Linked DNA regions of Gossypium hirsutum: region 1 is linked to region 2. A link is a contact called in public Hi-C data. All regions are on one chromosome and are shown on one strand. Each heading gives the region's core, a stretch centred on a gene start, on an enhancer-like site or on the middle of the called end of the contact. The rest is flanking DNA. Distances are from core to core; before and after follow the strand shown. Region 1 holds the start of LOC107920479 (pentatricopeptide repeat-containing protein At1g26900, mitochondrial). Region 2 holds the start of LOC107920455.

The links. Hi-C and Micro-C count contacts between places; a contact is called where the count stands out from the background.
Region 1: a Hi-C map of leaf shows a contact between it and region 2, with 2.0 times the contacts expected there. The contact joins the promoter of LOC107920479 here to the promoter of LOC107920455 in region 2. A contact is called at or near these places in 3 of 34 Hi-C or Micro-C datasets (all in leaf).

The regions. Positions count from the first base shown.
Region 1 is chrD13:12,909,653-12,914,154 of Gossypium_hirsutum_v2.1, reverse strand. It overlaps LOC107920479 (pentatricopeptide repeat-containing protein At1g26900, mitochondrial), which reads right to left and starts at 3,214. Exons shown (of 1, transcript XM_016850213.2): 1 at 1,011-3,214. The coding sequence starts at 3,030. The coding sequence ends at 1,291. It overlaps LOC107920477 (PH, RCC1 and FYVE domains-containing protein 1), which reads left to right. Exons shown (of 9, transcript XM_016850212.2): 8 at 59-351; 9 at 684-1,047. The coding sequence ends at 777.
Region 2 is chrD13:11,962,254-11,967,287 of Gossypium_hirsutum_v2.1, reverse strand. LOC107920455 reads left to right here and starts at 2,729. Exons shown (of 5, transcript XM_016850187.2): 1 at 2,729-3,097; 2 at 3,202-3,305; 3 at 3,390-3,561; 4 at 3,857-3,976; 5 at 4,055-4,940. The coding sequence starts at 2,912. The coding sequence ends at 4,633. It overlaps LOC107919914 (serine/threonine-protein kinase prpf4B), which reads left to right. Exons shown (of 17, transcript XR_005923695.1): 17 at 1-515.

The sequences.
Region 1 (4,502 bases), core at 1,965-4,464, 950 kb before region 2:
CTGCAGGCCCCTAACTTTATTATTTTCTGATATTGTTTATGCTCAACTGATCTTGCAGTTGGAGGAGGCGGCTAACAGACTTCCAACATGCCATAATGCCGGCAATACCAGTCCTATGGCCAAACACAGTTCAGATATTGAACATGTGTTCTCCAGTAGCAGCCATGCAAGCAGCATGATGTCGTCTGCACCAAGTAACGATAAGTGCAATGCAAACAACCTATCCACATCTCACGGAACCAAAGTACAAACTAAAAAGTCAGAGACGGTAATACACGATGAGCCAGGAGTGTACATAACTTTATCACCCTTTCCCGATGGAAGTAATGCACTCAAGCGTGTTCGCTTTAGGTATGTATTCATGATCCTCCATTTGAAGTCAACACAATTGAACCATTACTAAACCTTCTAGTATAACCACACTTAAATATGCATTTTGCTTCAGTAATCTCACACCCATTCATTGTGCTGACAATTGTGGTATTTCATTTTTCTTTTGGGTAATGATCAAGTTATGGTTGTTGCCTTAATAATATCATCGACTGACAAGCTTAAATTGAAGTAAAAAGTTGTCATTAAGTTCCAAAAGCATTTATATATACAAGGTTGTCATGCAGTATTCAAGGTATAAATTTGAAACTTTGGTCTAATTGTACTGAAGGATTTTATGCTCTTTTCTGCAGTCGGAAGCATTTCACAGAAGAACAAGCAGAAAAATGGTGGGCTGAAAATGGGGCTAAAGTATGTGAACGGCATAATATCATTCGTGCATATTAGTTTTGGAGCTTGAATGCTGTCGGTTTCTCTTGAAGAAGACTGGCTTGTGTATAAGAAATTTGCAGGTAGAGTGAGAAATATATATTAAGATTGTAGGCAAGAAAGTGAAAGGATTTAAGAATTGCATTGTGAGGAATCCCTAGTAACTTTTGCTGCTTTTTTTTTCTTGGATCCTAAGGTTTCTAATAGATATTTTCTTTGGAGCGTTTTGTTACCTTTTTTTGTACACTAAGTGAAAGAAAAATTCAGAGAAGCTCTACATTTCTTTCATTTATGAACTCCATCTTATAAGCCCTTCAATTGATTATATCTCTAATCTCTAAACAAGTGGAATTCATATGGGAATAAACATAGGATAAAGAACCTTTCAAGCATCTAAAAGAAGCTGCATTTTCCTGCAATGCACTTGATCCTATATCTATTTGAAAATAAATAAATAAATGGAGGGAAAAAAGAAAAAACTGATCTTGTTAGACATACTGAGTAATCTGCAGGTTGATTGTGTGAAGTTTGTTAGGAATTAAGATCAAACCCTTCATTGTCCATTTCAATTATGCTATATCCAGCTTCCTTAAGCATCTTATCCTCCTTTCCAACTGACCTAATCCCAGCCCTTTTGAGCATTTCTTTTTCCATTGCCTGCATCCTGGTTTGATCCTGCAACCTTCCAGCAATAGCATATGTACTAGAAAGAAGGATTGAATCCGTTGGATGTTGATTATAAGATCCCACCAATACACCCTTCACACATTCCCCCAACTCAACGTTCCCGTATACTCGGCAAGCTGAAAGCAGTGCACGCCATGCAGTAGCATCGCCTTTAATGGGCAAGCTTTTGATTAAATCATGTGCTTCTTCTAGCAATCCAGCACGGCCAAAAAGATCAATGATACATCCATAGTGTTCGACTTTCGGCAAGATACCATATTGTATCATCTTCTCAAAGCAACTTGTCCCCTCTGTGATTAGCCCTCCATGACTGCAGGCACTCAAAACTGTTAAGAAGGTGACTTCATTAGGTCTAAAGCCTTCTTCCTCCATTTGATAAAATAACCTAATGGCATCTTGGGCAAAACCATGCACTCCGTAACCTGAAATCATCGCAGTCCAAGATTTTACATCTTTGCTCTCCATCCTATGAAACACATCAACGGCCTTGTTTAAAACACCGCATTTTGCATACATATCGACGAGAGCCGTCCCGATAACCGCATCCAGTGGCATTCCTTCCTCTTCCACATAATTACCTATGCAGAGTCCTATATTTATAGCTCCGGAGGCAGCACAAGCTGAAAGCAAAGATACCAATGTAGTCGAATTAGGCTTTACTTGCATAACTTTCATGAGACGTAGTAAAGCTAAAGACTCTTCAAGCAGGCCATTTTCAGCATACTTGCTGATCATACAATTCCAGAGTACAACATCCTTTGCTACAACATCATCGAAAGCCCTACGCCCTAAATAAACATTCCCAGTTTTCGCATACATATCGGTTAAAGCAGATACCAGATTAGAGTCAAAACAAAACCCAAGTTTCAAACAATGCCCGTGAATTGACTCTCCCCCAAGTGAATCCCGTACTTCACCCATAGTCAATAGAACAGTCAAAAACGTAGTGACACTCATTGTCAAACAATTCCAACGCATTTGTCTGAACAAACCTATGACAGTATCAGGTTTAGAAACATCAAGATACCCACCCATCAAAGTGTTCCACGAAACGACATCGTTCCTTTCAGGACTTTCATCGAACAAGTTATGAGCATCGAACATTCTTCCACATACACTGTAAACATGCAAAAGGGTATTCTTAACATTGATGAAAAACAAATGCCCAGATCTCAAAGCCAACCCATGAATCATTTGACCGTTAAAAATTGCCAACTCACGGCCACATGCTTTAAGCGTAGTAATGAAAGAGAACTGGTCCAGAAAAATCCCATCTTTAGCCCTCAAGTTATTGAAAACACTAAAAGCTTGTTTTGGGTTATTGCTAATGGAAAAGCCTCTAAGGATGCAATTGTACATGAAGAGATTTGGGTTGTCAATTTGCTTGAAGACGGAGGCTGCATATTTTATATCTTGCAGTGAAGAAGAAAGAAGAAGCTTGCTTATTATGAAAGGGTCATTATCAAGTCCAGTTTTAATGATACAGCCATGAATTTGAGAGATTTCAGTAATTTGCTTGCATGATTTTAATATGGAAACGATGGTTGAAGGATTTGGGCCAAAGTTTGAAGGTTTGAATAGCATCGGCTAAGTTCGTTAGACAGTTTTTTTTTTTTTTTCGAACGACAGGTTCACTGCTTCAGGGTTCTTTGGCAGACAACTTTTCCATAGTTACCATGTTACGGTGTTGTTGACTTGCATTCATGAGCTGGGCTTAGGCCCAAGTCCAAGCCTGGCCATCTTAGCCGACAATCGATTGGTTTATTAATGCAAACGAGAGATTGGTTTGTCGGCATAGACAATCAATCTGTCCTTGTTTGATAACCAAGAGACAATTGATTTAAAATTACTCTCTAACCAATAAACAATCTTATAACTGAACGCCCAATATTTAACTTACTGATTATATTAAAAATTAAAAAGACTTAATTCTAACTAACAAACTCATCTCAACGGGATTTATTAAGCTATATCGCACATCCACACCACGTAATCATAAACTATGACATAAACAATTTATGCAGTTTGTCACTAGTATTAGAATAAAATAAACAATTATAAATTTATTTAGTCTAATTGATAAGAAAATCGTTCTAAATATCAAATACTAGCTAGATATTTAACAAATTTAAACACTTGTAATTATAACAAAAGATGTGTGAATATTAAAGAATAAAAAGGGATTAAAGCCTAAATTAAGTCTCATAAATTTATTAAATCAAACTTTTAACTAACCTTTAACTAGAAAAGGGAGTTTAGGAAGCCATATAGTTAGAAAAATGCAATAAACAGAAGATACTATAAAGTAAGAAAAACTAGCAAAAACCCTAACTCCCTCAAAAAATATAACATTTATATTGTCTAATTAACCTAAGATAAGTTACAGAAGCTTGCTTGGGATCATAAAACTCTTAAAAGACCAAAATGCCCTCTAAACTCGAATAGAATGTGGAGGATTTCATCAAGGCAGTAGAGCCTATGTTGGGTAGCCAAGGGTATGACGCTGGGGCGCATGGGATACAAAGATGGGGGCTCGACTGGTCGCATGCTGTGGCGTCGATGTGTGGCGTTGGAGTGTCGATTCTTGCGTGTTGGGGTGCCATGCTCGGTAAAGGGCATTAGGCTCTCTCGAGTCACTTGGTTTCAGCTACGCCTCATCCCATTTGTCTCTTATCCTCGTTTTAACTTCTAATCAACTTCAAAACTGAGCCTTAAGCTTCTATAAATCTGGTTCAAGTCTCTAATTAAATATCAACTATTGAAATCTTATAAAAATAAAGCACAATTAAACATAAAAAAAAGGCGAAACATGTACAATGATAAGTGATATTTCATTTAAAAATCGAACAAAATATTAAACATAAGAATCTAAAATATATGAAATATGAACACTCGTTGTTACCAATGGGAAAGATTGAGTGTTTGGCATGCGAATACATTTTGGAAGCAGCTTGCAATGGAACAAAACAACAATATTGATATTTTGAAATTTTGCATACTAAGTTTACACACATTTGACTCCTGACATTAAACACAATAAAGAATTTTAAGTTAGT
Region 2 (5,034 bases), core at 1,480-3,979:
GCATATTGATCAATATCAGTGCAATGTGTAAGCTAGTCTAAAACTTGTGGTGAGCTTGTAAGTGTGTGGTCTTTTTAAGTTCTGCTGGAAACGCTACAGTCTAACCTAAATTTGTTGTATGGGTCTTCGTTTTAATCTAATCGTGATAGATTTTCTTGCCTCCTGTTGTTTCTCTCTCAATAAAACTTGAAATTTGGATTTAGAAACACTAAATTTAGGTAGGTAATGTAGTAGTACCCCGTGAGTAGAGAAGGCTGTGGTAGTGTGACTTGAATGGCCTCTTTTGATGGAAGCAAGGCTAGAGCCAGTGATTCCAAATAAAGCAACAGTTTAGTTTGTGGCTTCTGTGATATTGCGTGAGGAGGCTGCTTTTGGGGGTTTGGCGTATTCAGGAGGAACAACGGTTACACAGATGAATGGAATTAGAAAATAGTGGTTTTCCCCTGCACCTATATAATTTTGTATGTTTGTGTGCTGTTAATTATGAATACGAAAGAAGACTCATTTTTCTTGTATTTTACTTATTAGTTTTGCTTTCTTTTAACGTCAAACCCACCACGGTAAAATAATTTACTTGGAAGCTCTTTTTTTTTTTTTTGCTATTTGTTTTTAGTTGAAATATAAAATTTTTATTTCCCATTTTCAAAAATAAAACGCTGATTAACTCGCAAGTATCCTTTTTATAAATAAAAGATTTTTTTTGCTTTTCATTTTCTTTATACGATTCGAAAGAACAAAATTATAACTAAATTTTGATTCGAATAAATCGGGTTACCCCTTTTTCCCACAAGAAAAGGAAAATCACTATCTACATTTCCAAAACCAAATATGTGAAGCAGTAGTTTAATAAGTTATAGCGATAACGATCATTGAGTGATCAGTTGCATGAGAAATATGATAAATTCATGTTAATTTATCAGCCAATAAAGAAATGGTTAATTGTTGCATCGATAAATTCTTGAAGCATGGGGATAACTTTTTTTTTTTTTAATGAAAGAAATTAATTAGCTTTGTTGGGTGTCAAATCAACTACGGTGGTAAATAAACGGAGTCCCATCACTTTTACCAATCTGTTTTCACGTATAACAAAGATAAAGGAAAAAACCAATCAAAGTCTTGGGGTTCCTTTAGATTTTATTTTCGGCTAGTGAGGAAAAGAAAGCACTCCAATGAAGAAAAATATTGACATTTTGACTTCATAAACATTACAAAAATAATCATTTAAATAGTAATTAGGTTTAGACGCGTGATTGATTTTAATTTCATCATTCCAAGGTTGGATCTTTTTACCGAAATTAATTTGCTGTTTTAAAATATTGTGTACAAAAAGAAAAATCCTGAGTTGATTTTAAATGCATGGCTTATCAAGAAAGATTGACGGAAGTATCTAGTTTTTACGTCGGCCATTTTAACATATGCCATAGCTTATTCATTGTCCCAATATTAATTAAACTGAAACAACAAACAATTAATTGTTCTACTTATTACATTTTTTTTACTAATACTTTTCTTGTTTTTGGTTTCTCACGGAAAGTCCTTTACGACAGAAAACGAAACGAAGCTTCTGATTGAAGTGAGGTTTTTCCCAGCCAGCTACGCTCTCCTGCCCTTTGTGCAAATCACGCTTCTTTTTAAATAATTTCTATTTTTTAATAGGAAAGAAAAGCTGTAATGACACATTAGTTATCTATATTTTTCTTTTAAAGATAATATCTAATATTTAATTGTCGGATAAAAAAGATAATTCCATTTTCTGCACAAAAATTCATGTTGTGATTTTTTCCCCTTTGGTTGTTGTTCACGTGCCTGAAAATGCGTGTGTAGTGATAAAATGGGGAACGGGGTCAATTTCAAGCATGTCACTCGAAACTGACGCCCCAACCGCGTCTTAAATCTTTGTTTCTTTTCTTCTTCGGTTTCCCCTTCACGCATTCTTCATTTTGTTTTAGAAAGGTCAATTTTTTTTTGTCAGCTTATTATACTTAAATGTAAATTTAGTCTTTACATTTAATTTCCCATTTCGAATCGATACATCAACTTTGGTCTCATTTGTAATCTTATACATAAATTTTTGTTTTTTGTAATTTCATTCGTGTAATTTTAATTTTATCTAATTTTTATAAATTACTAAGACAATTATCTATATAACATCGTTTTAACTTTTAACTTTATATATTAAATGCATAAATAATTATATTTATCCACTATAAAAATAATTTGATGTATTTACTTCTTTCCATGTTTACAAGAATCACAATTAAAATTGTGTATATACTCGAACCCCAATCAAAATTTTTTATGTATTATTACACCAAATAAAAGTTTATGTATCATATTGTATATTGAATTAAAGTTTATGTAATTTTGACATTTGTCCATTTACTTTTATAATATCATAAATTAGTATTAATAATTAATTTAATTAACTATTCCAATTGTTATTTTTTCTAAAAGAAATTTCTAAATTCTAGCTGAACATGCCGACATGAAATTTATTATGTTGAAACCTGAAAGAAGAGTTTTTTTTTTTTTTTGAGTCCACATAAATTTTAACTAAAATAGTTAATGATATTAACTATTAGGCTAATTAAGGATATTATAAAGTAGGGATCAAATAATATTAAATTAAAGTGTAGAGACCACATTCCAAATTTGAGTATAGTAGAGGGACTGAAATAATAAATTGACTTTTATAAAAATGACATGGCTGTTCAAGAAATCGCATGGAACACGTAACCGGTCCCATATAGACTACGCTGCCTACCTCTCTTATCTCCCTCTGGTTGGGACGTAAAAACACAACATAACACAAGCCTTGCCTTGTTTCTTCTCTTTTGTCTGCTAAAAGCCTCCTCTCCTGTTACACACATACACACACAGTGAGAGGTAGGTTTGCAGTTGGCAAAAGCTTATGGGAAAGAAGCTTGCTGCATTTCTTGGACGAGGCTTCAAGCCTTCCAAGTTCAAATCACTAGTCACTCTTGCCATTTCTCGTCTTGCTGTTTTCAAGAACCAGCGTCAGATTCGCTGCAACCAAGCTCGTTCCGATGTTGTACAGCTCCTTCAACTTTCCCATCATGATCGGGCTCTTCTTAGAGTAACAATGATTTCATCCATCTTTCTTTTCTGGAAAATATGTTTTTTTTTTCTCATTGGATCTAAATTCTAACCTTGGTTGGGGGGGGGGGGTTGTTTCGACAGGTTGACCAGGTGATCAAGGAGCAAAACATGTTGGACGTCTTTGTTATACTTGAAGGGTATTGTAATCTCGTTATTGAACGACTCCATCTCATTGAGCAGGACAGGTTATGTTTCTCCATCATTTCCTTGTTTTTTCCTTGTCGGGTTTTCAAGTTTCTTGATAATCCTCTCTTTGTGTTCTGTTGCAGAGTGTGCCCTGACGAGCTCAATGAGGCTATAACCGGCTTGCTCTTTGCATCTTCAAGGTGTGGGGATTTTCCCGAGCTTCTAGAGATTCGTGCTGTTTTTACATCTCATTACGGCAAAGAATTCGCTGCTCGTGCAATCGAGCTGCGCAACAATTGTGGAGTGAACGCTAAGGTAAGTCTTGATTTCAACAATATATCTATTAACTTTTATCCTTTCTGCCTAGGGTCAAAAACTAGTATATACCAGAACCTTATTGTTAGATTTAGGTAGCATCTGATATCGAACAGTGTTCCTGAGATTGCATTGTGCTTACTAGTGGTTGCTTTGTGAAGGAAATCTACAGATTTCAGAGTTTTAGTATTGATATTATAAGATCCTAGCAAATCTTGTGAAATGTGAGTGACTTTTTGACTGGCATAATACAGATTCTGCAGTATGCTATAACTTAATTCTTTGGCTTCCACAGATTATACAGAAGCTGTCAACCAGACAACCAGACTTGCAGAGCAGAAGGAATGTGCTCAACCAGATTGCTGCCGAGTACGGCATTGCTTTACAACTCGAGGAAACCACTGATTCCAGCGAGGTATGTAATTTACTATAAGGATCAACTGACTAGAATATAGAAATAACTAATGGCATGCCGGTTATGTTATCAATACAGGGAAATCTGGATGTAAGCAAGAAGCAGGAGACATCAATTAAGGCAAGTCATGATGCAGGAGATGATGATGAGTTCTCTGATTCAATAAAAACAAGGAGAAAATACAGGGATGTAGCTGATGCAGCTCAAGCAGCCTTTGAGTCAGCTGCCTATGCAGCAGCAGCTGCAAGAGCAGCTGTGGAACTCTCTCGGTCTGATTCCTATGATCCTGATGATCAGAATGGTCCCAATACTCGACAGAACACAGTGTCTGACAAACAAGAAGCAAATTCTAAAGATATGGAAAATCATGGTAGTCAAGCAGTGGAGTTGAATCATACCAAGAAGATACCAGAAATCAAGATGTCTAGTCCTTCTTCAAGTGAAGGATCAGCAGAGGAAATCATAGACCTTAGGACAATGTCATTCAATGAAGTGGACCCACTCAAGCTATTGGAGAAGGAAGTGGTTATTTATGAGAGTGATGATGATAAATATGATTCCCGTGGTTCAAGTTTTGATTTGAATGCAAGGAAGCTTAAAGGCAAGGTCCTAAATACAGATAATGGTGGTGAGCACTCAGAAAAGAAACTTGACTGATATTTCCTTCAAGCTTTCATGTTGGCTTGAAGGTGGAGACTCGACCTGAAAACCCACTGCACACATGGATGAAAGGTAAACGACACTTTACCATAAATAAGGGGATGTTTTCTTCGAGGACTTGGACCAAGTGACAGGATATTGAGGAGCGCGAATAAATTAAATGTTTGTAAGTTCCATGGAGTTGCAAATATAGCTTTAGTTCAGTGTATAAGTTGGTTTTGGTCTTTGATATTTCTTTTGTTATTTTTAATCAGATGTAAACTTAATGTAAAATATTTTAGAATGATTCTTTTGTGAAGCCTAATTATTTTGTTATACTATACCAAGTTCCTATAGAAAATACTACATACAATCTAAACAAGGAATATCATCAGAAAAGATAATGGATTAAGACTTAA